Linked DNA regions of Mus musculus: all the other regions are linked to region 1. The links are chromatin contacts, called in public HiCAR-type and promoter capture Hi-C maps. All regions are on one chromosome and are shown on one strand. The core of a region is the stretch at or near the end of the contact, and the rest is flanking DNA. Distances in the headings are between cores, read along the strand shown. Region 1 holds the start of Slc35b4 (solute carrier family 35, member B4). Region 2 has its middle 8.1 kb from the start of Gm31486. Region 3 has its middle 8.1 kb from the start of Gm13846. Region 4 has its middle 160 kb from the start of Gm13847. Region 5 has its middle 130 kb from the start of Gm31894. Region 6 has its middle 85 kb from the start of Gm31894. Region 7 overlaps Plxna4 (plexin A4).

What was found. Promoter capture Hi-C pulls out the DNA fragments that hold promoters and counts their contacts. HiCAR-type assays count read pairs that join an accessible place to other places.
Region 2: a contact with region 1 is called in a HiCAR-type map of astrocytes, with 6 times the contacts expected there. The contact joins the enhancer-like site here to the promoter of Slc35b4 in region 1. A contact is called at or near these places in 1 of 39 promoter capture datasets (the 3T3-L1 cell line), 5 of 115 datasets of contacts at active chromatin or transcription factors (astrocytes, embryonic limb bud, embryonic stem cells and 1 more) and 1 of 9 other capture datasets (liver).
Region 3: a contact with region 1 is called in a promoter capture Hi-C map of embryonic stem cells, with 6 times the contacts expected there. The contact joins the enhancer-like site here to the promoter of Slc35b4 in region 1. A contact is called at or near these places in 8 of 39 promoter capture datasets (the 3T3-L1 cell line, 3T3-L1-derived adipocytes, cranial neural crest and 3 more) and 6 of 115 datasets of contacts at active chromatin or transcription factors (embryonic forebrain, embryonic midbrain, embryonic stem cells and 2 more).
Region 4: a contact with region 1 is called in a promoter capture Hi-C map of hippocampal neurons, with 10 times the contacts expected there. The contact joins the enhancer-like site here to the promoter of Slc35b4 in region 1. A contact is called at or near these places in 8 of 39 promoter capture datasets (the 3T3-L1 cell line, 3T3-L1-derived adipocytes, the C10 cell line and 5 more), 2 of 115 datasets of contacts at active chromatin or transcription factors (astrocytes and embryonic forebrain) and 1 of 9 other capture datasets (liver).
Region 5: a contact with region 1 is called in a promoter capture Hi-C map of second pharyngeal arch cranial neural crest, with 8 times the contacts expected there. The contact joins the enhancer-like site here to the promoter of Slc35b4 in region 1. A contact is called at or near these places in 5 of 39 promoter capture datasets (cranial neural crest, embryonic stem cells, frontonasal cranial neural crest and 2 more), 1 of 484 Hi-C or Micro-C datasets (embryonic stem cells) and 1 of 9 other capture datasets (embryonic stem cells).
Region 6: a contact with region 1 is called in a promoter capture Hi-C map of hippocampal neurons, with 12 times the contacts expected there. The contact joins the enhancer-like site here to the promoter of Slc35b4 in region 1. A contact is called at or near these places in 8 of 39 promoter capture datasets (the 3T3-L1 cell line, 3T3-L1-derived adipocytes, the C10 cell line and 5 more), 9 of 115 datasets of contacts at active chromatin or transcription factors (astrocytes, embryonic forebrain, embryonic hindbrain and 5 more) and 1 of 9 other capture datasets (embryonic stem cells).
Region 7: a promoter capture Hi-C map of hippocampal neurons shows a contact between it and region 1, with 9 times the contacts expected there. The contact joins the enhancer-like site here to the promoter of Slc35b4 in region 1. A contact is called at or near these places in 4 of 39 promoter capture datasets (HPC-7-derived erythroid cells, embryonic stem cells, hippocampal neurons and 1 more), 2 of 115 datasets of contacts at active chromatin or transcription factors (astrocytes and large pre-B cells) and 1 of 9 other capture datasets (adipose tissue).

The regions. Positions count from the first base shown.
Region 1 is chr6:34,175,373-34,179,025 of GRCm38.p6, forward strand. It overlaps Slc35b4 (solute carrier family 35, member B4), which reads right to left and starts at 1,682. Exons shown (of 10, transcript NM_021435.3): 1 at 1,406-1,682. The coding sequence starts at 1,482. It overlaps Gm13855 (a long non-coding RNA gene), which reads left to right and starts at 1,676. Exons shown (of 3, transcript XR_868963.3): 1 at 1,676-1,850; 2 at 2,833-2,992.
Region 2 is chr6:31,595,239-31,598,891 of GRCm38.p6, forward strand. No RefSeq gene overlaps it. Among named protein-coding and RNA genes, the nearest start is that of Gm31486, 8.1 kb to the right of the region's middle. Within about 2 kb of position 1,728, at least 123 of the 459 cell types and tissues checked have an H3K27ac peak or open chromatin away from gene starts, as enhancers often do. A contact at or near this core is called in astrocytes, where this site is marked.
Region 3 is chr6:31,641,119-31,644,771 of GRCm38.p6, forward strand. No RefSeq gene overlaps it. Among named protein-coding and RNA genes, the nearest start is that of Gm13846, 8.1 kb to the right of the region's middle. Within about 2 kb of position 1,648, at least 79 of the 459 cell types and tissues checked have an H3K27ac peak or open chromatin away from gene starts, as enhancers often do. A contact at or near this core is called in embryonic stem cells and liver, where this site is marked.
Region 4 is chr6:31,828,848-31,832,500 of GRCm38.p6, forward strand. No RefSeq gene overlaps it. Among named protein-coding and RNA genes, the nearest start is that of Gm13847, 160 kb to the left of the region's middle. Within about 2 kb of position 1,909, at least 7 of the 459 cell types and tissues checked have an H3K27ac peak or open chromatin away from gene starts, as enhancers often do. A contact at or near this core is called in hippocampal neurons, where this site is marked.
Region 5 is chr6:31,885,676-31,889,328 of GRCm38.p6, forward strand. No RefSeq gene overlaps it. Among named protein-coding and RNA genes, the nearest start is that of Gm31894, 130 kb to the right of the region's middle. Within about 2 kb of position 1,921, at least 18 of the 459 cell types and tissues checked have an H3K27ac peak or open chromatin away from gene starts, as enhancers often do. A contact at or near this core is called in second pharyngeal arch cranial neural crest, where this site is marked.
Region 6 is chr6:31,931,629-31,935,281 of GRCm38.p6, forward strand. No RefSeq gene overlaps it. Among named protein-coding and RNA genes, the nearest start is that of Gm31894, 85 kb to the right of the region's middle. Within about 2 kb of position 1,928, at least 10 of the 459 cell types and tissues checked have an H3K27ac peak or open chromatin away from gene starts, as enhancers often do. A contact at or near this core is called in embryonic stem cells, hippocampal neurons and neural tube, where this site is marked.
Region 7 is chr6:32,162,078-32,165,730 of GRCm38.p6, forward strand. It overlaps Plxna4 (plexin A4), which reads right to left. Exons shown (of 32, transcript NM_175750.3): 27 at 2,983-3,082; 28 at 1,323-1,513; 29 at 1-102. Among named protein-coding and RNA genes, the nearest start is that of Gm13850, 52 kb to the left of the region's middle. Within about 2 kb of position 1,899, at least 2 of the 459 cell types and tissues checked have an H3K27ac peak or open chromatin away from gene starts, as enhancers often do. A contact at or near this core is called in hippocampal neurons, where this site is marked.

The sequences.
Region 1 (3,653 bases), core at 432-2,931:
TCCATGGGGATGAAGCTGTTATCACCCACCCCTCTGATGGTTGAGAAAAGTGTTTTAGCCAAGAGCTCACAAGCTAGAACACACAGGTTTCACATAATTTAGTGGCATATTCAATGCAATTATCTGACTTTGTTTCTATAGCTAGCCTGAATATATATCACTTTCTTATTTAAAAATATATTAAATAGATTGAATTCCAAAGTTTTCTGCCTTTGAAGTGTATCCAGAAACTTCTTTTTCATTTTCATCTTCCTGTCCACTCCCAAGACAATCGATCTTCATCAACACTCTGCATAATAAAACGGTAAGCTCTCTAAAAGCAAACTATAACACATACAGACTTGATCATAAATAAACTGCTTACTTCTGAAGGATTCAAACCAACAGTATCAAACAGGATAAATTTCCAACAGACATCACACCATGTTCAAAACTCAAGTTCAAAAATGGAAGGCATCTGGAAATGTTACTGGGCTAGGAGCTTAGACAGATACAGTCCAGCCCATTTTTGCTCTGCCACTTCCAAATAGTGAAAAGATGCCCAACTTTGCATCTGTTTCACTTTCAACAAAACAATGTAACTCTTGGTCACAGGGTTGCCCTAAGCAGTATATAGATAGAAACCTGTAGCTAGTGACTCTGAACTGAGTATTGAACTGTCTGAAAAAGGAGACCGAAGCTCCAAACCTTAAATAACTAACTGGAGCTGTTTAGTCCTAATCGTTTTCCAGTTCATCTCCTGTCTCTTTTCTAACTTCTGCCTACTGAACTTTGCACATAGTTACCCAACGTTATTTGCAAGACACCACACCACAAAGCCAATCCTGTTCCCAATCTACACTTCAAAGAGCACGCTTCTCAACGAAAGACTGTGATGTGCGAAATGCCCAGGGACCATGGTGACAGCTCAGTTGTTATCTGCACCACATCACTCACATATGAGTCTAAGCCAAGTGCTCACAACCATCTATCTCTACGACCAACAAAAACAAATGTTTCGCAAAACATGTCAACACACACACACACACACACACACACACACACACACACACAAAACTTTCTGTGAGAAAAGTTTTGCTCCAGACAGACACGTGTCATTCATTCACTGGTCAGCGAAAGGTGCTAGAGTTGGATGAGTAGTAGTTGGAGAGGGTGCTCCTAGAGACCTAGGATCGGTCACGTGAGAAAGTCTCCAGGCTTCAAACTCCCCAAAGTGTGGCTTGGAGATGCCGACAGCAGCACTCTGGATGTTCCTGTCACCTGGATGCTAACGAATGGAGGAGTGCCAGGGCTGCAGAGTAGCTGACTGCGTGGGTATCCCGTGCAGCGCACTAGGGAGGCGGCCAGGGCTAGCAACCCCGGACCAGCTTCGAGAACCCGGGCGCGGCCCGAGAGGGTCACTCACCGGGCCAGCAGCTCTAGGAAGATCACATTACTGCAGCAGCCTGCGAACACCAGGCCCACCGCGAAGGCCGGGCGCATGGCCGGTGCGGGGCACGGGGAGCCAGCGCGCAGAAAAAGCGCCCTTTCAGTTCGCTACCCTAGAAAATCCGCGCGCAACATCACCACCGCCAGCGGTTCCCTCCCTGAGGGCCGTCTTGATCAACTCTTCCTCCGCAGCTGCCACCGACGCGGCCAGACCAGGAGCTGTAGTTCTCAGTCATACCCGGTCCCATTCATTTGAGGGGGCGTCCTAGGGCTAACCAAACTACATGTCCCAGCAGACCGCGCGCCTTTACGGCAGGCGTGAAAAAAACAGGCAAGTTTCCCCCGAAGGCTCGCGTGAGTCGGTGTCGCACTGCCTTCTGGGAAATGAAGTCCCAATGCTGTTCGTGTTCAGTACCATAAAGGTTGGAATGGGATTCAACGAAATAGCTTGTGTGCTCCCTGTAACTGACTTCTCATTAGAGTATTCTAGCATCTGTAACAACTCACCTGCAACTGAGAGAATGTAGAAATTCCTGTAACATCTAAACCGAATTCTAGGACAACAGCGAACCTAAAAGTTTTGAGATTGAGCCTTGGCTTAAACTGCCTGTTTAGAGCATTGGCTTAGTACTCCACTCTCATCACAGGGGAAGATAGGCCTGTCTTACTAATAGTTGTTGTAGAATAGACTAATACAGTAAATGTATTGCTTTATGTCGTGATTTTTGTAGAGACACTGAACACATGTCTTGTGCTGGCATTTTGCCAGCTTAAGGTGCTCATTAAATATTGAATTTAACTGATAAAAGGCATTCTTTTTGCCATAGTTCTTGTTTCTAGTCTCCTTTGAAAGACAGACATTCCCAATTTCAGAATGCACTAGAGCTTATTGAAAATTCAAAGTTCAGGACCACAAATAAAAATTGTGCTCAGTAACCATCATTTAGAGCATGCAGGCGCCAGGATTCTGATGAGATCTCTGGGTCACAAGTTGGGGAAGCCACTGGCAAGTTAGTTGTGAATCTTGAGGAAAACTTCGGAGTGTTTATGTTTATCCCCTAAATTGCCTCCCATCATGTGGTGTCACTGCTGATGCAATCACACGTATGAAGGGGCACAGTTCTGAGCAGTAGCACTAGTCTTACATAATAGGAAGAAATAGGGCTGTTAATTCATCGCATCTATGAAAAACTGGTCTTGCTAGGTGTACAAACACAGAACACAAAGGCACTGGCCTATGTACATAGTTGATGGTCACCATGCAGTCTTTCTTGCTATTGCTGTTGAATCGGAGTGAACACCAAGAGGCTCAGTAACTGATGCCACAAGACTTCAGCTGAAGGGTAAAAGGCACGTGCTTCCTTTCAACACTTAAATGCTGACGTGAGCATTGTATGTGCGCAGCATATGTCTTTCAGGTGCGCTCAGAGGCCAGACAAAGGCATCCGATCTAGAGCTGGAGTTTCAGAGGTTGTAAGCCATTCCCTGAGTGCTCCAAGTTGAACCTGGGTTCTCTGCCAGAGCAGCCAGTGCTCTCAACCACAAAAGCATCTCTCCCATCCAGGTATGGCCAGTTTTGACTGGAGTGCTTGAACGTTGGCATTCTCAGAGTTTCCCCGGGTGATTTCTGTAGCTGAAGCTGAGAGCTGTTGAGGAAGGGGAAGTACTTAGAGGGACGGAGTCAGTGACATCAGTAGGTCATCTTTAAAGTGTCACCTCAGCCTGATTAAACTGAAATCCATAGGGAATGGAACCCAGGATCATCTGTCATTGAAACTCCAAGGCTGGGAAGCCTCACTTTGACTTAGTTCAGTTCTCAAGCCTGGCTACATGATAGAGCCACATGAGAGACTTTAACAATTTGCTGAACCACGAAACTAAGCCCAAAAATATCAGAGCCACTGCCAACCAAATAAGGAAGACACCTAAGTTTGATGTCTAAGCGGTGACATCTGTAGATGCTTCTGGCTAGAGAAAAGCTGAGCCTTAGCTCTGATTGGACTGGAGATTATTTCACGGCACACAAAGCTTCACTTCTCATCTACCGCTCCCATGCACACACCAAACTTGGAAGTACTTGAAGGGCGTTCTAATCATCTCTTCCTGAGTCTCAGATAAAAATCAAAACAGACTTAAGTAAATGAACGAAGAAGGAGTCTGAGTGTCTGCATATGCTCTGGATCTTCCTCCGTATTTCTGTCTTAACCTATCCCAGTTTTTAGTAA
Region 2 (3,653 bases), core at 478-2,977, 2.6 Mb before region 1:
AAACCTCAACAGATACCCTCTTCCAGTTCCCTTGGGTACACAAGTGGTGGACATGCACTCATATCACTATACATACACGTGGGTAAAACACTCAGACATACAAAATAAAAAATAACATTTGAAAGGAGGTTGGAGAGATAGCTCAAAGCTTAAGAGCACTTACTGCTCTTGCAGAGGACCCAGGTTCAATTCTTAGAAACTATATGGTAGCTCCATTAATCCCAGTACTGGGGAAGTGGGTGGATTTCTGTAAGTTTGAGGTCTACAAAGTGAGTTCCAGGACAGCCAGGGCTACAAAGAGAAACCCTGTCTCAGAAAACAAAAAATAAAAACCAAAAAAACAACAACCCTAACCAACCAACCAAACAAACAAAGAACAAAAATCCCACTCCCCCCACCAAACACATAAAGAAAAAGAAACAAACTTCATGCCAAAGAGAAGGGTCAAGGTTAAAGGCACTGGCTGCCAAGCCCACAACCTGAGCTCAGCTCTGTCCCGGGATCCTGTGGTGGAAGGGGAGAGAGAACAGGCACTGACTCCTAGCGTTTTGTTTTTCTTTTTTTCTTTCTTTCTTCTTCTTTTTTTTTTTTTGGCAGGCAGGTTTCTGAGTTTGAGGCTGTTTCCCTAACAAGTACTAGGGCTGAACCTGAGAGGGTTCTATAGGAGAGAAAGAAAAGAAAGAAAGAAAGAAAGAAAGAAAGAAAGAAAGAAAGAAAGGAAAGGAAAGGAAGAAAGAAAGGAAAGAAAGAAAGGAAAGAAAGAAAGAAAGAAAGAAAGGAAGGAAGAAAGAAAGAAAGGAAGAAAGGAAAGAAAGAAAGGAAAGAAAGAAAGAAAGGAAAGAAAGAAAGGAAAGAAAGAAAGAAAGAAACAAGGAAGGAAAGAAAGAAAGAAAGAAAGAAAGAAAGAAAGAAAGAAAGAAAGAAAAGAAAATTATTTTTATGTGTTGTAGTTTTGTTGTAGATAAGGTCTCACTGTGTAGCTCTGGGGGACCTAGATCTCACTACACGTCTTAGTTAGGGGTTTACGGCTGAGAACAGACACCATGACCAAGGAAAGACGTAGAAAACCCAACACTACCACCACGTTTTGTTTTTCAAGGTCCCATTCTGTAGCCCATGCTGACTTGGATTTGTAACAAGCCGGGACCCTCAGTCTCCCAAGCACTTTGACTACAGGTGTGAACGACACCATCAGTTATCCAAGCCTCTGAATTACAAGCAAAAATGAACCACCCAGGGTGCTGGGGCATACAGCACGGCTCTGGTGCTCCCGAGAGCCACTGATCCTTTTGTGCCATGGGCCATGCTGTGGGCAGCAGGGGCCTGTGTGTCTGGGTCTCCGTCACAGGCCCATCAGTCTCTTTGGAGAAGACTGCAGGCACCTTCTTTTGTCCTCTTCGGCTTGTGACCTTTAGACTTTCTAAGTCACCTCTGCTTAGGCCGGACCACCTGTAACGTCTGTCCGTCTCCTTTCTGAGCCTGTGTTAGTATTCCAGGGAGCCAGCCTCGCAGGCGTGCACACACCAGGAGAGCTAGAGGAAGCTTAGCAGAAGAAGGGCCACAAACCCAGCAGAACACAAAACACGAATACTCAGCCAAAGACCCTCGTCCCTGGACCCCAGCCAGGGCTGTCCCTTGATTATTTTTTGTTCTCCTTCCTCTTTAACTGGATCTTGCATGAAAACAGCCTGGGCGTTGCTAAGGTAACGCCTTGGAGCCTCCCTGAACACATCATTGTTTAATTCCAGCAGCAGCGGCAACCCAGAGGAATGCGCTATTTGTTTAAGAGATGAAAGCCTCGAATTTCCACAGATTCTTCTCCGGCTTCACTCCCCTTCCACTGCCAGGCTGGGCTGGAGAGGCGCACATTGGGTGGAGGGGACCCAGTAGACTAAGGGGTGATCTTTACGACTTGAGGGGAGAGAGAGAGAGAGAGCGAGCTGTCCTTGTTAGGGGAAGAGCCATCCTCCTGGGAGGGTCTGAAGGACTTGACAGCCTTATAAGTCAGTACCCAATAAATCGACCCTGCCCCTCAATGTCCCAATTTCACAGGCCCAGAGACCTTGATGAGTGGCAAACCTATCCTGTATGCAGTACACATGAGAACAGGGCCTGCAAGCGTTGAGGATAAAGCTCTATCAATAGGTTACTGGCCAAGAAGGCAGGAGGCCCTAAGTTCAACTTCTTTGCAGTATGGTAAGTGTACCAGAGGACTGTCCTTCATCTGTTTCAAAACAACAGCAAAATTCAGAAGAATTTCAGGGAGAGAAGGAGAGAGAGATGGGGTGTGGGGGGAGGGAGAGGGAGAATAGAGAGAGGGAGAGAGAGAGAGCAAGAGCCCATTCAGATGGGAGTAAATTTTATGTATGATGGATCCATGGTACAACCTTTCCTTCGTCATTCCACGGACACTGAAGAAATGTACACTGCTCTCCAAGACTCTGGCTGAGGACTTGTAAGGGTTTTTGTGTTTTGTTTTTCCAGAGTGAGGGTCTCATGTATCCTAAACTGGCCTTGAACTTCTTGTGTAGCTGAGAATGACTGTGAACTCCTGAGTGTTGACAGTACAGGCATAGTCTAACATGCTTGCTTATGCTCTGCTGGAGATGGCTTCCAGGGCTTCATGTCACACTGGGTAAGCATCCTACCCAATGAGCTACAGCCCCCAACCTCTCAGAGTCTCACTATATAACACAGGGGAGAGTTTGGAACTCTATGTAGCCCACGTTGGACCTTGAAATTGCAACAATCCTCCTGCCTCAATCTACTAGGCACGATATATTGTATTTGTGTTTTCATTGGGAGGTTGGCTGCACTGACTTGAGTCTCTACACAAAGGCAGGTTTAGAATAGAGGGTGGCCCTGGGGCCCACCCAAATCTTTAATTAAAAAGATACTTTAAAAAAATTAGAATAACAGTGCACGTAACAAATTATAAAAAAATTAGAATAACAGTGCAGTGGGGAATTAAAAGCTCCAAGAAAAATTAGAATAACAGTGCACGTAAGGAGAAACCATGGAGATAAATCGGGCAGATAGACAGACAGACAGACATCCAGATAGACTCAGTGGGGAATTAAAAGCTCCAAGAAAAAGAGACAAGCAGAGCAGTACAAGACCAGATACACATGGAGATTAAACAGCAAACCTTTAGAAGAACAAAAATGATATCCAAAAACCGAGAGTGAAACTGCTTTGGGAGCCCAGGGTTGGACAGTGATTCTCAGAGACAGATGTCATGGCGCTGAAGTGTGTAGAAAGAGATTAGCAGCCTTGGAGGCCCTTGAAGATAAATGTCTTCCTTTGAACCCCACTTCCTGTTAGAAGAGGAAGCCTCACAGTTGCCCTCCATATTTAAAACACAGGAGAGGATCTGGGAGGAGTCGAGGGAGGAGAAAAAAATATGACTGAAATATGTCGTATTTTTTAAAAATATGTAAAATACTTTTAAAAAAATACTACATGAAAAACTGGGTGTTCCAGGACCCCCCCCCCCATGTGACGTTCTTATCTGCCTCCAGGCTTAGAGAGCATTATCTGCTGTGGTTGCCTACCCACAAAGGTAATGCAATTGAGTCTGTCGGGGACCTGGCAGGAGACCACCCCTCAGGAAAGCTGGTTTACCTGGGGGTTTGTTAAGGCAATGGGAGGAA
Region 3 (3,653 bases), core at 398-2,897, 2.5 Mb before region 1:
ATACTGTGGTCTCCACTCTTCCTTAGCTAGAGTAAAGGATCACAAAAGGGTGAGATTTGTTTGCCTATTTATATGGTATCACTATGAAGCCAGGCTGGCCTTGAAGCTGGTCCTTGCTCCTCAGTCTCTAAGTGCTAGGATTGCATGGATTGCTTGTCTATGATACCACCCTCAGCCTAATTTTTTTTTTTTAAAGATTCTCTCTGTGTAGCCCTGTATAGCCTGGAACTTGCTATCTAGACCAATCTGACCTCAAGTTCACAGAGATCTACCTACTTCTGCCCCTGCCTCCTGCAAAAGGTTCTTTAAAACTATTTTTTTAATGTGTAACATAAAAAAACAATTTTTTAAATGTGTATGAGTGTTTTGCCTGCATGCATGTCCATGCCAGACATGCAAGCAGTACCCATGAAGGCCAGAAAAGGGCATTGTATCCCCTGGGACTGGACTTACAGATTGTTATGAATTGCCATGTGGGTGCTAGGAATTGAACCCAAGTCCTCCGGAAAAGCAGCCAATGCTCTTAACCACTGAGTCATCTCTCTCTCCAGTCCCTGCAATTAGTTCTTGAAGATGTGGAAACATCTTATTCTTTTTACATTTATATCTATGCAGTGGGCATGGATGCAGCGTATCTGTGGTGTGATACTTTCCTGAGGAGGGAGAAAGCAAGAAAGTCAGCTGTCTATACAGACTCTTTAGGAGGGCAGTCATGAAGAACCCAGAACTGAGATCTGTGGTGTGGATCCTTTCACGCAGTCAGATGGGCTGGGATGGATGGATGGATGGATGGATGGATGGATGAATCTCAAGCCTCCTTGTTTCTGAGCTTTAAGGTCCTCTCCTGTCTACCTCAGCCTGGGTAAACAGAGCCTTGTTATTCTAGGCACAGGAGGTATTTAAAAACTCGAAGCTGCATGGGGAGCAACTCAGGGTAAAAGGACTAGGTCTAGGCTGGGAAGTCCCTGAACTCTCAGTGATTCTCAACTTTCCTAATGCTGCCATCCTTTAATACAGCTCTTCATGTTGTGATGATCCCCTCCCCCGAAACGATTAAATTATTTTTCATTGCTACTTCATAACTGTCATGAATAATAAGGTAAATATTTTCAGGGATAGTTGTCAAAAGGGACACGACCCACAGGTTGACAGGTTCTCCCCATACTATGGCAACAAGACTAGGATATCAGAGGATAAAAGCCAACCTTCAGGCCTGAAGTGCCACTGCCCATTCTTGGGGAGTCCCTGCAGCACCTGTGTATCTTGATGGCTACACAGAGATAGGAGAGTCTCAGGCCTAAGGGAAGGGCCGACTCTGAAACAGCAAGTCTTGCGTTGGGTGGGTGGCACCAAGTGGGAGTTGGCAGCTGCGGGCCACCTGCTGGGTACCAACCTGTTTCCAGGGACACCAGGGTCCCTACGAGGGGAATCACGTGTGTCAGGCCCACCCTGCAGGCATCCTGATAGGAGAAGCCAGGACAGACCCGAGGTGGGTGGGACAGGCCAACACAGGAAATGCCTGCTGGGCCTAAAAATAGTGTGGGAGGGGACAGGAAACAGAAACTTTGGGCCAACATGGAAATGCTTTCTGAGCTGATCAGGAAATGAGGACTGGGGCGGTAGGGATCGCCACCACCCAGCTGCACTGCAGCCCCGCCCCCAACCCCTCTGCCTGGCTGAGTCTGTGCCTGGCTGGGGGTAGGGAAGGTTGCTTCCCAACGTCCTCTCCCTTTGTTTCGAAGCAGAGCCGTGTGCTGCAGAGCTGTAACCGCACGTAGATGTCATGCTGTACTTGGATGGCAGCCTGCTCTTCCCAGAACTGAGGTGGTGCCTGGGAAAGTGGGCCCAGCAGGGTGGTTCAGTGGGTAAAGGCACTTGGCGCCAAGCCCCATGGTCTGACTTCAATCGCTGGGACTCAACATGGTGGAGAGCCGACTCTTGCCAGTTGTCCTTTGACCTCCACACAACCCTGTTTTCCTCCCCCACATAAATAAATGTAATAAAAAATTTAAAGCTGGGGAAATAAACTCTGCAAGCAAGAAACTCAAGGGTCTTTGGGAAGGAAGAAATTGAAGGGTATTCAAAACTTCTCACAGTGAGGTCCTCTTGCCTGTGCAGTGAAGGCTTTGGGGTCCCCAGCCTAGACTGAACCCTAACCCAATCAGTTTAGACTCTGGAGTGGGATCAAACAACTGTGTGGAGGTCAGAGGATAATGTGGGGGAGGTTGGTTCTCCTGCTATGTGGGTAGATCCTGGGGACCAAACTCAGGTCATCAGGATTGGTGGCAAGCACATTTACCCACTTAACTATCTTGCCAGCCTCCAACTTTTTTAAAAATTAAATTAATTTTTTTATGTATATGAGCTTTTTTTGTCTGCATGTATGCATATATGACATGTGTGGGCCTGGTATCTGTAGAGAGCAAAGGGCACTGGGTCCCCTGGAGATGGAGTTAAAACTAGTTGTGAGGGGCTGGTGAAATGGGTCTGCTGTTAAGAGCAGTGGTTGCTCTTCCAGAGGTCCAGTGTTCAATTCCCAGCAATTGCATGGTGGCTCACAACCATCTACAGTGGTATCTGATGTCCTCTTCTGGCCTGCAGGTGTATGTGCAGCAGAACACTCATACACTAAATAAATACAATAAAAAACAAATAGAAAAGAAAAATAGCCGTGAGCCATGTATGAGTGCTAGAATCTGAACCTAGGTCCTCTGTAAGAGTAGTAATTGTTCCTGACTACCGAGCTGTGGGAGCCGCCCTCACATTCGCCATTACAAGATGGCGCTGACATCCTGTGTTCTAAGTGGTAAACAAATAATCTGCGCATGTGCCAAGGGTAGTTCTCCACCCCATGTGCTCTGCCTTCCCCGTGACGACAACTCGGCCGATGGGCTGCAGCCAATCAGGGAGTGACACGTCCTAGGCGGAGGATAATTCTCCTTAAAAGGGACGGGGTTTCGCCATTCTCTCTCTTGCACTCTTGCTCTCTTGCACTCTGGCTCCTAAAGATGTAAGCAATAGAGCTCTTGCTCTCTTGCACTCTTGCTCCTGAAGATGTAAGCAATAAAGTTTTGCCGCAGAAGATTCCGGTTTGCTGTGTTCTTCCTGGCCAGTCGTGAACGCGTGTAAGACCGAGCCATCTCTTCAGCCCCATTTTGTTCCTTTGTAAAGGATGTACTCTGTGTGTGTGTGTGTGTGTGTGTGACTTCAGAGGACAGAAGAGGGCATCAGATCCTCCGTAGCTGGACTTATATGCAGTTGTGAATCACACAACATGGGCGCTGGGAACTAAACTCTATCTTCTGCAAGAGCAGCATGCATTAACCACACTGAGCCATCCTTCCAGTCCCCCACTTTTTAAAAGCTGTTTAGGAGTGTAATTTTTATATGCTGCAGTCAGTTAGCACATTAGCATGGATGAAGTCTCAATCAATAGTTCACACTGGAGGCCTGAGCTTGGCTTCCTGCTAAGGTGTACAACAGTAGTATTGGGTGCACTTGAAAAAACACTGATCCAGTCTTCCATTCCCTGCGTCTGCTATCTCCAACCATATTGAGACCAAGTGTAAATTATCAGCGTTATGGCTACACAGGCATGCTGCACCTCTGAACTCCTCAGGGTTGTCGTTACAAAGACTGCTTGTTGTCAGTGT
Region 4 (3,653 bases), core at 659-3,158, 2.3 Mb before region 1:
GCAAGCATTCAGGCAGGGAGCTGAGAGTTTCTGTCCCTGGCCTTTGACCTCTTCCCAGGATCAGGAACTGAGCAGAACTTTCCAAGAAATTCTGGAAGCTTCCATAGAACTTGTAGAGTTATTGAAGGAAAAGAATTCATAATGGAGGTGATCAAAGTTGAGATTAGAGTGGTACCATGGGCGGTACCCTTCTAAGGTGATTAGTGGCTTTTTAGGGATAGCTGGTGTATTTCTTTGCTGTTTGGCTAAATATAGCATCAAGTAAAACACTACAGGGACTTGAGATAACAGGATTGTAGTCAGAGGCTATTTCCAAGTGACTTTGGGCTAACCATTCATTGGGCTTCTGTGACCTTCAGCTTTCTTGTGTGTAAATTGGAAGATTAATTTCCATGTTATGGTGGATTGTTGTGACAATCACATAAGAGAGTGGGCGTCATGCCACATTACTGGCATACTTAGCTTCCAGAGGTGAACTAAGAGGGTAACAAGAGACAATGGACGGAGAAGCCATTTGGTTGTTAGAAGACTGCCCCAGTGCGAGTGGCTGAGTAGACTTATGACCTTGGCCATCAGAAGATGGCTTTCTTGCCTCTCTCAGCCCTCCTTAATCTTGGCAGCTCCTGTCTCTCACAGCCCTCCTTGAGCTCTACAGTGAATTGTGTTGAACTTGCCAGATTTGATTGGTCAGATCTTGGCAGAGGTTTACAAACCCAGGGTGGGGCTCCCTTCCTGTGGCTCCTCTGTCTCTCCTGAGGTCCTAGCTGGGAATGTCTATATCTTCAGTTCCTCCTCATTTATCTCGTGAGAGATATGACTCAGGTGCACGAGTGTCTAAATATTTTATGGGCAGATCAGTCTGAGATGACAAGGAGAGTCAGGGGGAGGGAAAGAGGGGAGAGAGAGAGAGGAAGGGGAAGGGGAGAAAGGGGGAGAGAGGAGAAAGACAAGAGAGAAGAGAGGGGGATGAGGAAAGAGGGAAGGAGTGGGAGGGAGATTGCAGTGGCACTTTTGTGATTGGCAGCACACCATAGATAAGGGGCCAGGCTGGTATCCTTTGTCTTGGTTCAGTTCGAAAGGGAACAAGTCATTTAGAAAAGGTGTTGGACTAGAAGTCCATACTCGAGGTAACAACCAGAACCGTGATCCCGGAGCCACGGAGGGCGGATAGAGATGAGAGCCGCTGCTCATAGCTCCATCCATTCTTAGCATGCAGGGCTCCTGGGTTGTCTTCAGCTTCTAAAATTACCTGGGACCCGACTAAGACTGTGTGCTGAGGTGATACCAGAAGAAAGGAAGACAGAGAGGGAAACCCAACAGGGGAACTGTATTTTATTTTACATGCTTGATGGAAGACAAGGCTAATCTTGTCTGGGAGTTGGTGGATGTCATAGTCTCATTGATGGATACCGGGTCAGAGCACTCTGATGATAGACTACGGTGGTGGCTTCTACTGAGCAAAGTGGCTGAGGAGTTTAATATCAGCACAGCAGCCATTGTTTTCTGAAACTCTTTTTGACCACTAGATGCTCAGGGGTATCCCTGGTACGGAAAGGTTTATGTCCTGTGGCTTCGTCTCTCTTAAACAAAGTGCCAAGTCCACTTTTAAGAAATGTTAAGGAAGTGAAAAATCCTGCAATCCTAGATGTGTGCGAGTGGTATGTGTGTGCATGTGGCCACGTGTACAGGTGTGTTTTAACACACCCAAGCCGCTGGGCACATAGGTCTCGTTTGCTCCTACACATGTGAGCACCACAATTTCATAATTAGAGTGGATGTTAATGCTCCATGATTGGAAAATGTCACCCTGAGTGACTAATTTGCCAGCAGGGCCTAATTGAAGTTCAGCATCATCTGCGGTTTCTGTAAAGTCTTTCTTCTGAAATATGTGGGCAGGCGGCGCGGCGGCGGTGTGGTGGCCAGGAGCCAGGCTGCGTTCTGCGTTGGGAGGATGACGATTTATTGCCCTGCGTTTCTCAGGAGTTCTAAAGGGTTGGGTGGAGCATCAGCTGTGGTTGAAATGTGGTTGGCCATAAAAGAAAAGTCTGGGGCTGGACTAACTCTGTGTGGCAGGTGCTGCTCGATAAATAACTGGGCTTTCTCCAGGGAGGACTTTTGTTGTTTTGTGTGGAGGCAAGCATCAGAGGACAGAGGTACCCTAGGAGGGAAAATCCTGGGTAGGTATTTCCTCTGGCACTTCCCCGGGCTGTGGAATCCTTGAAGGATGTGTGTGTGTGTGTGTGTGTTTGTCATGTGGGCAGTGCCTGTTGTGCCCAGCAGTGTTGAAGTCAAAGATAATCTTACACTAGATTCTTGATCTGGGTCTCAGAGAGTGAAGGGGGTACTAGGTGTTTTGAGATCTTTGACCCAACACATACTTATTGAGTACTTTGAATGCACAGACATGGGCTAGATTCTTGTTCTTGAGCCATATGGACATGTCCTTATGGAGATTACATTATACTAGGATAAATAATAATAAATATCTAGAGTTCTAATCCCCTTGTAGCAAATTTGACACATCATAATTAAAAAAGGAAACTGTATTAAATATGAACAGTGTTTGTATGTGTGTGTGTGTTTGTGGTGTGAACAAGCTTCTCAAAGAAGATCCCCAATACACATACACAGTGAGAAGGAGACAGCCTTGTGAAGAGCAAGGGAAGCTCATTGTAGCAGAGGGAGCAGCAGGTAAAGTGTGTGCCAAGAAGGTGGTGGAAGCCTGTAAGGAAGGTTGAGCTAGAGCTGGGCCTAGGGAGGCTGATTGGGACAATGCTGCAGAGGTGGCAAGAGCTGCTTCATGGAGGATTTGCAGAATTGTGAGAGATATTGGATTTCATTCCAAGCAAGTGGGAATTAATTAATTTATTTATTAATTTACTATTAATTTTGTTCGAGGCAGGGTTTCTCTGTGTAGCCTTGGTTGGCCTCGAACTCACAGAGATCTGCCTCCCAAGTGCTGAGATTAAAGGCGTGAGCCATGAGGTAATATTCAACGGAGATGCTATGATCTCTGCTCTGGAAAATGAATTATAGAGTAGGTGTTTTGAGAATGAGCCAGGAGCTCTGGCTAGGAGGTCACTGGAGGCGTCAGAGAGATTCTAAGGGCTTAGGAGATGTTCATGCAGACAGTGGGGGAGCCCTTGCTCTGCAGGGAGCAGCTGGAGGGTGCATTGATTCTGTAATGAACTTAATGCATGTAGCAGTGTGGAGGATGGATCCCAAGAAAGAAGAAAGGAAGGAAGATAATGTCTTGTTACCATGACCAAGATTCAAAGGGACATGGCAAACTGTATCTAACCGAATGGCCATAGATCTGGAAAGCATGATACACAGGTTGAGTATCCAAACTGCTTAGGACAAGAACTCTCCCAGTGTTTACAGTTCAGAGATTTAAAAAATTAGTATGTATATAATGAGATAACTTAGCAATGAAATCCAGGTCTACACGAGATTTCATTTATGTTTTATAAAATTCATGTATACATTCTGAAAGTAATACTATTAAATGCTTTTACAGCACTTGTGTTTTGGTGATGACACTAGGTCAGGTGTGAAATTTTCCACCTGTGACATCATATTAACTCTCAAAAACCTTTAAATTTGAGAAAGCAGGGAGATGGCTCAGTAGGAAAAGTACTTGCTGTGCAAAA
Region 5 (3,653 bases), core at 671-3,170, 2.3 Mb before region 1:
GTGTGTGTGTGTGTCTGTGTGTGTGTGTGTGTCTGTGTGTGTGTGTGTGTGTCTGTGTGTGTGTCTGTGTGATCAGTTCAGGGGCCTCTGAGATGGCTCAGTGTGTTCATGCTACCAAGTCTGACAACTTCGGTTTGATCCTGAGGACCTACATAGTGTGAGAGGAGAACTGATTCCCCCAAGTTACTCTCTCACAGTGTACAAGCAAACACTTGTGTGCATACATGTGCACACACACACAAACACACACCATACCACACACATGTAATTTTAATTTTTTAATGAAAATAGCTTATTTAACTTTATGTTTATGTATTAGTGCTTTCACATATGTGTGTGTACCATGTGGATGCCTAAAACAGTTAAAATGAGCTCGTTTTATCCAGACTCTGCTGTTCACAAGCTAGGTGACCTTGACATGGTCTCTTAGGGACATACTGTTTCTCGGCTTTAGTAAGCTGTGGGATAGCAGGCACTGCTAACACTGAGAGTATGGAGCAGTTGTACATGGCAGAGTATAGCTCCTAAATTCAAGAGTCACTGTTGCCATCATGAGTGTCCACCTGCTTGTATCTGGATTATGGCCCACTTGTCTTTTTTCAGTGTATCAGATAGACAGACTGACTGGTAAGACGGGGAGTCCATTGCAAAGCTTCTGAGTATTTCTGGGGACTGAAACCCTGACTCATGGCCTTGAACACAGTTGGTGTGTGTGTGTGTGTGTGTGTGTGTGTGTGTGTGTCTGTATATGTCTCTCTGTGTGTCATATAAAGGTTCTAGATTACTCCAGAATTGGCCCAATAACTTGGAATAGCCTTTCCCTGCCTTCCTTCAGCTGAGTCAGTCTGGGTTTAAGAGAAAGGGAGACACTGATTTTGGTTTCCTGCAGCCAGTGCTTTTAGGACCTCATCCCTTTGCCCACCTCCCATTACCTCACTGTCTACCTCATCTCTAGTTTTTCTGATCTGATTAAAGTCCTGTGATTTTCTCCCATTCTCTAGGGGAGGCCAGCCTGTGTGGCAGGTTAATCAGAAGGGAAGGCTTGATGAGCTGCTAAGAGGTTGATTTGTAACTCCTCTTGAAGGATGCTTTCTGACAAAGGTCTTTTGGAGACAGCACCAGAAGAAGTGTGCAGGCACCAGTATGGTGCCTTCATTGAGATGGCAAAGTTGACCCTGGGCATGACCCTGTGGGGAAGCTACTGAAAGCAGCTGATTACAGAGCTTCCAGTCAGAAGCTCTGGCCTCCAGTCAGAAGCAAGTGCCTGTGTGGGATCCTGCTGGGAGGTCCTGCTCCTTTCCAGAGCCCCCCTGCCTTCTGCGCCTGAAAGCAGGCTTATGGGCTGCAGGCCTCTCTGTCCTCAAAGTGCTCATCGCTCAACTGCCTTAGCCTCCCCAGGAACTCAGAGAGCCAGTCCCATGTGCCTGATGGCCCCACTTAGAAGAAAGCACTGTTGAATGAATAGTCCCCCTCCTGCAGCTCAGCCTCATCTCCTTAATGGATCCTAATTACCCTTGTCCGGCTTGTGGCTTCTCTCAAGGGCCCACCTGTCGGGATGATGGATGAGGTGAATGGGGGATGTGGCCAGCTGGGGCTGCAGGCATCCCCTTTCTCTACTTGGGAGGAGCTCTGGAACTTTAAACCAGTCCCAACATTTCTGATGAAAGGAAGGCCTGACTAGGGATGAACCTTTTTCTCTCTGGGTCCTCAGACTTGGGCCAGTGAGTGCTAGTTTAGGAGGAAGGTAAGGGAAATAGACTAGGGGGAACTCACTGAAAAACTCAGAGGGAGGAGGGACAAGAGAGGGCAGAGGAGGAAGGAAAAAGGAGGAGAAGGTTGGTACTCCCATGGAGTGCTCCAGGACAGGCTCCAGAACCAGATCCATTACAGATCCATCAACACGAAGTAGGGCAGGAGCCCTCAAAGCTCTTGCACTGACCTATGACCTTAGGCTTATTCTGTGTCTGGGAAAGTCAGTAAATGAACTATAGATCATCCAGAGTCAGACCTTCATCTTGACTCTAAGAACAATAGCATCCGATGCTACGATGAGCACAATTTTGTTTCCTATAGAGTGATCAGTCCAGGGACGGACAAGGAACAACATCTACTCACACCAAAGTGCTGGAACCCCTTTTTCCTCTGCTGTGACTAGAGTCCAATGTGATCTGTGAATTCATAGTCACTGTTAACACTGGGTTTTTCGCTTGTGCACTTTTCTATGCCATGCACCACACGTTACCAGCTCCTGGCAAAGAGTGAATGTCGTGTCCATCAGTGTTCACTGCTCTTGGTTATACTGCCCCAATTTTTAGGTTATACTACAGAGTTGCCCACCTACAACATGGCAGATGAGCAGTCAAGGGCCTAGACTTTAAAGTCGCTTCACAGATGGAAGCTTAGCAGCTTCCTGAGAAAGGAATTGGATGGTCCGAGTAAAAGGCAAAACATTAGAGACAAGCTTCCACCTAGCTGTTGTGTCTGGGGCCCTTGGGGGTACAATGGTTTTCTCTGAGCTCTGTTCCTCAGAGATGGCTGTTCTGTGGTGTGGTTAAGTGTGGCGGAAGGCTTGCATTTTCTTACATGTGATTGCTGAAACAAGCCAGCATCCATAGATTACTGCTCACCAGAATTCCTGGATGTCTATGCCATCCTCCCATGCTACAAACAGGGCTGCTCTGAGTAACCAACAGGGTAGATAGAGTTAATGTGTGTAGCTTCTGATCTCAGCCCCAGAAGACATCATAGCATCCATCTTGGTTTCTCAGATTACTGATTCTGGAGAAAACTAGCCACTGAATCCTGAGGATACTTGTTATTATGTTAAATTGCATCTCAACCAGTTCACAGGATGTCCTAACCCTCAGGATCTCCAATGTAACGATTTGGAGATGAGATTATTAAAGAGACCTTAAACTAAAGGGCCTTGGGGTTAAACTTAAAAGGATCTTGGGGTTGCCCCAAACCTAGTATAACTGGTGTTCTCATAAGAAGAGGAAGATTGGATACAGATACACAAGGAGGGGAAAGTCCATTTAAAGGAACAGATAAGGAATGAGACAGCCATTTTCAAGATTAGAAGAGCGCCCCCACAAGCAACACTTCTGCACATGCTTTGGTCTCAAGTTTCCAGAATTTCAGGAAAGTAAGTTTCTATAAATCATGTGATCTATGGTGGTTTGGCAGGACACCACTCAAATCCCTGTGAAGAGAACCATGTGAACACACTCCAACTTGCCTTTGGTTATGTGTGTGAACGAACCACTTTGGGAGCCAGGTCCTCAAATCCCAGGCAAGCTTCAGATGAGCCAGTCTGCCTCCACCATCAAGTCTTCCAGCCAAGGTCCTGGGCACAATGGCACAGGGAAGAGATGTCCTTCAGAATCCTGGCTCACTAAACCCATGAGAGGACATGATGGTTGCCATCATGTGTAGTGATTCATCTTGGGGTGGTTTGTTATACAGGTGATAAGGCTGAAGCACCGAATCTGTGGTGACGAAAAATGGTGCTCTCCTCGGGGTGAGAGAAAGGTCCTTTGGTACTGTGAGTTTGTCATCACTCTTGCCTTTCTTTTGAAGTGCTGGAGTTTTGAGCCCAGGGCTTCATGCATGCTTGGCAAGTGCTTTACTACTGAGCTACCTCCCTGTCCTAG
Region 6 (3,653 bases), core at 678-3,177, 2.2 Mb before region 1:
ATACATATGTAGCTAGAGTCAAGAGCTCCGGGGTACTGGTTAGTTCATAATGTTGTTGCACCTACAGGGTTGCAGATCTCTTTAGCTCCTTGGATACTTTCTCTAGCTCCTCCATTGGGGGCCCTGTGATCCATCCAATTGCTGACTGTGAGCACCCACCACCCACTTATGTGTTTGCTAGGCCCCGGCCTAGACTCACAAGAGACAGCTATATCTGGGTCCTTTCAGCAAAATCTTGCTAGTGTATGCAGTGGTGTCAGCGTTTGGAAGCTGATTATGGGTGGATCCCTAGATAAGGCAGTCTCTAGATGGTTCATCCTTTTGTCTCAGCTCCAAACTTTGTCTCTGTAACTCCTTCCATGGGTGTTTTGTTCCCAATTCTAAGAAGGGGCACAGTGTCCACACTTTGGTCTTCATTCTTCTAGGGTTTCATTCATGCAGACCATTTTTATTACATCCCGAGGTGCTGCTGTGCCCACATAGGATCATCCTGGTCCCTTCAACAGAAAAATGACAGAGGATCTGGATTAGTTACTTTACACCCCCCCCCCCTTTCTCTTTTGAGACAAGATCTCTTGTAGGCCGGGCTGCTTGGAATTTGCTATGCAGTTAACCCTGAACTCCTGATCCTCCTACCCCAATGCTGATGTTGCAGTTTATGATGCTCTCAGATTTACCCCCCAGAGGTGATATTTAGATACATACTAGGTGATTACTTTACCAGCTGAGCTGAATGCCAGCTTTTGGATTAATTTCCTAGGAATGCAAATGGGGCCACTTAAACCATTAGAAATGCATTGCCCCACATTTCTGAAGACTGGAAGGTCAAGACCAAAGTGTCCATAGGGCTATTGTACCTCCAAAGACCTACAAGAGAGATTGCCGCCTCTTCCACCCTCTGTATTCTTGCTTTCCTTTACTTGTTGTCGTGTTTTCCCATCTCTGCCTCCATCATTGTGTGTGTTCTTGCATCTTTGCACCATTTTATGGTGGCTCTGCCTTTCCTAAGGGCATCAGTCGTACTGGGCATCCTACTTCATCCTAAAGACAGTTTTATCTAAATCAATTCTGTCTACAGAGACCCTATTACTAAATGAGAACACTTCTATAGTATGCAGGTGGACTCCAAGATATTTTTTATAGGGGAAGATATAATTCACCCACACCAAATACCTAGAAATACGTTGATTGTCTTCCAAACTCAGGCTGGAGCTTGGTGTGTCTGATGATTTTCCCTGTGTTGAGCATGTGGGTTATACAATGACCCAAAGTCAACGGAATATCAGTATCTGTAGTATTTGCTAGCCATTCACATAGGGTTACTGCTTCCCACATTCTTATTCCCAAAGACAATTATCTGAGCAGAAGGATATGCCTTGGCGATGTGCTTGAGTACTTTGGGGCAATTGTGACTTCCAGAATAAAATGTTAAGTGTGGTGATGCTTGACTGACCTCATAATTATATACATGCTATGGAGAACTGAGCTCTAACTAGGAGCAGATTCAGTGGGCTGGTTCTCTTTTGCACTGGCTATTTGTATTTGTTGACAATTTGTGTGTGTTTGTGTGTGTGTGTGTGTGTGTGTGTGTTGTTCACTACTATATTTACTGGTTGATGGCGTGTGAGGTAGGAGGAGACTCAGAGAAGAGACTTCGTGTTTAGCTAGAAAACAATCTCTGAAACAATGGAATGTCAAAGATGACATGGAGTCTGGTGAAGACACTGCGTGTCACAGAAGACACATTCCACAATGGCTGTGCAGAATGAAGCTGATTCCGCCCCCGGCTGTGCTCCCTGACCCCAGCTGTGACACAAACTGACCTCCTATCTGTCTGGGCCTTTCTCTGGGAAGCTTCCTCTCATTTCCTGGGAGATGCTCTGGGTCAAGGGCACTTTCCAGAGTGGAACTTTCCACTGCCTCATAAACTTCTCGTTGCTAAGCGATGATGGTGCTCACCAGAGGGGCTGCTCCTGCGCAGGGCAGCCTGTTCACTACCCCATCTGCAATTTAAATTCCCTGACAGGCAGAGACAGCCAAGCTGTTCACTTGAGATTGCAAAGAGTTAGATTGAAATACAAGGAATATCCAATGCCTGGAGCCCCTCATAAATTTTGCTTTGATAGTGACTGGGAGAGAGATGGGGAGAGAAGGAGCCAGGAGGCGATTGTAGGGGCAGCCCTATCGCAGTTGAATTTACTGTTGATCTCTCTGCTTCATTCCCCCGCAGCCCCGAGTGTGCACCCACTCTCTAGCCTCTGCCTATTTCTGGTCAGTGGGCTTCTGGGCCCTTCTGCTGTTCCTATGACCGCACAGGTACCATAGCCGCCATTGCCCCCACGCCATTGCTTTCTCTCGGAGTAGCCTGAACTCCCCTAAGGGCCCAGCAGCGTGTGCCCTTAGCAATGCTAGGGCTTTAGGTGTTTTGGTAACAGCTGAGAACTTTGCTTGTGACTTTAGCTGGATTGTATGAGGTAACCAAGTATTCCTGAATTCCGCAGGCGCCCCAGGGGAAGCCACGCCCTTCAGCGGGCAGAGGCTGATGGTGGTTACATGTCAGGGAGTGTGGCAGCAGCAACTCTGCAGCTGAGGTCCACAGAGGAGCATAAAGGAGGGGATGAGGAGGAGCTTGTAGGCCCCGCCTCTCTGGAGATTTGATTCTGTGATTAAATTCATTCTTTCAGTATCCCCTCTAATCACCTCTGGGCTCTGGGGTTCTTAAATGTAAACAAACAATCCTATTTATTTATTTATTTACTCCCAAGTATCAAAAAGCTATCCTCAAGTCATTCGGTTTTCCAGGTCCTTTCAACAGGAAGGGCTGGGACAGCTAGACTGAGGAATGAAATGTGCAGTTCAAAGTAGATGGTAGTGATCAATTGTCTGCTTTGGTTCATGAGGTGGGGCTAGCTGCCTGAGGGTTCCCCTCCTCTCCCCATGCTAAGTGGGAACGAGACCATGGGACTCAGAACCATGGGTAGACAATTCCTCTCCTCCAGGAGCTGTCAATCTTCAAAGTACATAGGTTATACTCAATGGGCTGAAAAGTCAGGACAATCCAAATAAGGGCCCTCTGTGTCGAGAGGAGTCAAGCTTAGAATGAAATTTCCAGAGAGGGGGGGACTGCAAGCTCCTTGGCGGGGACTGCAAGCTCCTTCTCCAAGGCGGGGACTGCAAGCTCCTCCTCCAAGATCATCACAGAGAGGCGGAGCCTGCAAGCTCTTCCTCCTATATCATCAAATTCATATCTATAAGAATAACCATAATCATCATCATCATAATTATAATAATAAAAATAAAAGGAAATTAGCAAGTGTTGGTCCCGACGTGAGGAAACTGGAGCCCCACATGGCTGGTGACAGTGTAAATGGTGTGACGTCATTGGGAAACACTTTGGCAGCTCCTCAGAAACACACGCGGAGATAGCACCTGCCCAGTGCTTCCATTCCTAAGTTTACAGTCAGAAAACCTGAAAGCAGAGACTCGAACGGAATTTCTCCTACACCTGTGTCTACGGCAGCATTCATTATTCACCATAGCTAGAAGCCTGGAATCATCTAGGCGCTCACTGGTGCATGAATGGAGAAGTGTGGTTTACAGTGGGATCTTAATTGGCTATGTGACTATCAGTGAAAATTTGGTACGGCAAAGTG
Region 7 (3,653 bases), core at 649-3,148, 2.0 Mb before region 1:
GAAGTCAAACATGTACTTGATGGCTAGCGGCAGAGCGGAGCCACGGTGGGCCGTACTGAAGATGGTCTCGAATAGGTCATCCACAAACTTCTGCAGTGTGCCCTGGAGAAGGAGACATTCAGATGCAGCCCAGCCTAGGCAGATCTAAGCTGGGGGTGGGAGGGTGGGTTGAAAAGCTATCTCAGGGACAGGCCAATCGAGGTCAGTGCTCTGCATCTCTGATGAACATGACATTGGGGAGTGCGGGGACACTGTGCATCAACTCTCCCCTTTCACGATTCCTTGGCAGGTCTACCTTTCCTCTGTGCACAGACCATAGACAGAAGACACAGGACAAGGGCCAAAACTACCTTCCCAAGGGCCAGCCATAGGGTTTGGTTTCATATCTCTGCCAGTGCTATTATATCATGTTCCTAAAATGTTAATGAGCATGCCTTGGTCAGAGCTGACAAATACAATCTGCTGGTTCTGTTTGGCCACTAACCACCCTGGCTAATGACGATCTGGGCTCCACAGAGAAAGAAGAGAACCCAGACTTGAAGGGAAAGGCTAGACCACAGGCATGGATTAGCCCCAGTATCAGGATTAGAAATAGCATTGCCAAAGCTACAGACATAGCCCCAGGTTCCAGCCTTAATGATGGCACCCCTGAGAAAAAGTGGTTCTTCCCTAAGGAAAGGTGGGGAGTGGGGAGAGACGTGGGGGTGTCTGTAGCTGAGACAGGGTGCTGAGGAAGGTGGGAAGAGAACTTGAGATTGTGTGCTAACTCAGGTCTGCTGGGATATCCCCGGACTGACAGGTTGACTGGGATCCTGCAGCTCACTCCTGAGGCTCCCCTGGGATCACGACAGACAGTGCCTGGTGTGGGAGGTCAACAAAAGGGCCTGGTGCACACTTAACCCCTGTCTAGCAGTTCTGTGTCTGTTTGGTGTGTAGGAATGTATGGATGTACGTGTATGTGCACGTGTGTGCACATGCAGAAACCGGAGGGCAACCTCCAGTGTCTTCCTCCATCTCTCTCCACAGTTTTTTGAGACAGGATTTTTATAGAACCCGGAGCTTGATATTTGGCTAAACTGGCTGGCCAGCAAACGCCAGGCAGTCTCCCTTCTCTGTCTCTCCAACGCAAGCAAGGCACTGTTCACTGCTCATGATCTTTTCAATGAGGACTTGAGGCTATCCAACTTGGGTTCTCACACTTTCATCGGAAGCTCTTTACCAAACTGAGCCATCTCCTCAGCCTTCAGCTCCAGTATTCACACAGCAGATGAAGGCCTTTCCTGTGCCCACACGTTCCCTGCAACCTCTCTCCTGTCACATACCTTTGTGGCCAATAGTCGTGTCAGATAGATCTCAGACACCATCTTGCTCCCCCGGTCCCCCTCCTTCTGGTCTCCATGTTCATGGTTCTTCACCAGATGCCAAAGCTTGACCCCGCTTTCCAGGTCAGGGGTGATCATGGGTGTCCGGGAACGGAGGCTGTCAGGGCTGCCTGTGTACCGGATCATGTTCTCTGCCAAAGTAAAGAGCGCAGAGCTCAGGAAGAGTGAGTCTCTACAGGCCTATACCCAACAGCTCACAGCACACTCCTCTCGCAAGCCAAGGCCACTATTATTTGACCCTTCACGCCAATGGCTGGCGCTGCCACTTTGCCTCCATGTGGCACATTCCCTGCAAGGCTTCTGTCTTTCCTACCACCTCCAGGAATTAACTGTAGCGAGTTCTACCCACTCATGCTGCCCCGACTCCTGTACTTGGCATTGAGTCAACCCTTAATTATTCAATTTGTAGAACGATAATCTCGTGCTTCTTGTACACTTTTCCTTGAGCGTGCTCTCAAGTCCTGTCGCGCGTGTGGCCAATTAACTGCACATGTAAAAGCAGGTAGCCTGTGTTCCTTAATGAGCCTTGGCTAGGGCAGCTGTTCATCTCCAGCCCACTCTGGCCTGGACCAATTCTTTTCTCTTACTTTATGAATCCCTTCCTCTAGTTTGAGTTATGGCAAAATGGGACCAGACAGGCAAAGGATGAGGTCCTATCACACCCATTGTCACCTATATGCTCACCTCATTATCATCCAAAATGATTGGTGATATTTGTCTTTTATCCCCTAATTCCCACTTTACAAGTAGAATGTCACTGCTTAGGGTGATCATTTGACCCCAAGCATATACGTGGTGACAGACAGGGCATCTCTGGAGCTTTGACATTATAGCTAGCACCCTTTCCCCTCGCAGCCTTTCCACCACTATATAACAACAGTATGATCTTTACCAATCATTCAACCTCTATGCTTCTTGAGTTATAACTTACTAATATAAATGACAGAAGGAAAAATAATTATTTAATTCACTAGATTATTGCGAACTTGATTTGAGATGATGAGAAAAGTTAAGCCTTATAGACTCTATGACCTTGTGAAGATTAGGTTTGCTCTTTCTCTCTTCCTCCCTCCCTCCCCCCTCTCTCTCCTCCCTGTGTGTGTGTGTGTGTGTGTGTGTGTGTGTGTGTGTGTGTGTGTGTGTATAGATCCATCTTGGGTGTCATTTCATAGGTGTATCCCTCTTGCTTTTTGAGATGGTTCTCTCACTGGCCTGGAGCTCACCATTAGGCTAAGCTGGCTAGTCAGTAAGCTTTCGGTACCATCCTATCTCCACTTCTCCAGAGCTAAGATTACAAGCATATACCACCATTCCTGACATTTTTAACCTGGGCTCTGGAGATAGAACTTACACCCTCATGCTTGCACGGCAAGCCCTTGACCAATGCAGCTGTTCCAAGCCCTACATTTCCTTTCATGCAGATAAAGTACAGGTTTATGCCCCAGAGCTAGCAATTAGGACCAGGTACCCCTGGCCCATTCTGGCTGTTTTCCCCAATGGTCAGCTGACCTGATCCTCTATCCCTAGGAAAGGGCATTTGTTGACCACACCTGCTTTGGATGCTTCTACTTCCCACCCCTTACACCTGATGAGATCTTACCATATTTACTTGCTGAAGTCCTGGAGACAGTGGAGTTGTTCACTGCATTGTAGGCTGTCACTTGCTTGGACACTAAAGCCACCACAGAACCATCTGGTACCTAGGGGAAAGGTTTCTAAGAACCTGGGCATGAAACTTTCCACCCACTCCAGGAAATAAGGACAAATTAAGATAATTTCGGGGCAGTGAGGGACAATTAGCACCTTGCTAGGAACTTGAGCTTTAGGGGTGACTCCCTCCCCTTTTGATAACACAAGACAAAGACCTGAGTTCTAGCTGCATTCAGTTTTGTGGGTTCTATATGGAGCAACTCTTGGCAGAAGCCGCTCCCTCAATTTCTCCTTCCCTCGGCTTTTTGGAGATCATCCAATCTTACATGCTTAGGAGGCCTTCTCAACAAGGGTCCTTGAAGGATCTTTCCACACCCAACAAGAAGCATGCATGTCAGCATCCTATCTCCAAGGAAGCTAGGGTTGTGATTGAGTGACGTCGGCTCCCTTTGGAGCTCCCCCTATCACCTTCCTTCTGGTCTCCATGCTCATGGTTCACCATATGCCACACCAAGGATCATGGATTGCTGGTGAAGAAACATACTGGGGGCATGGTGTCTAACTCTGAGTGGCTGTAATTTAAGACCTATGGCTTCCAAGGAATTGGCCATCCACTGAAAC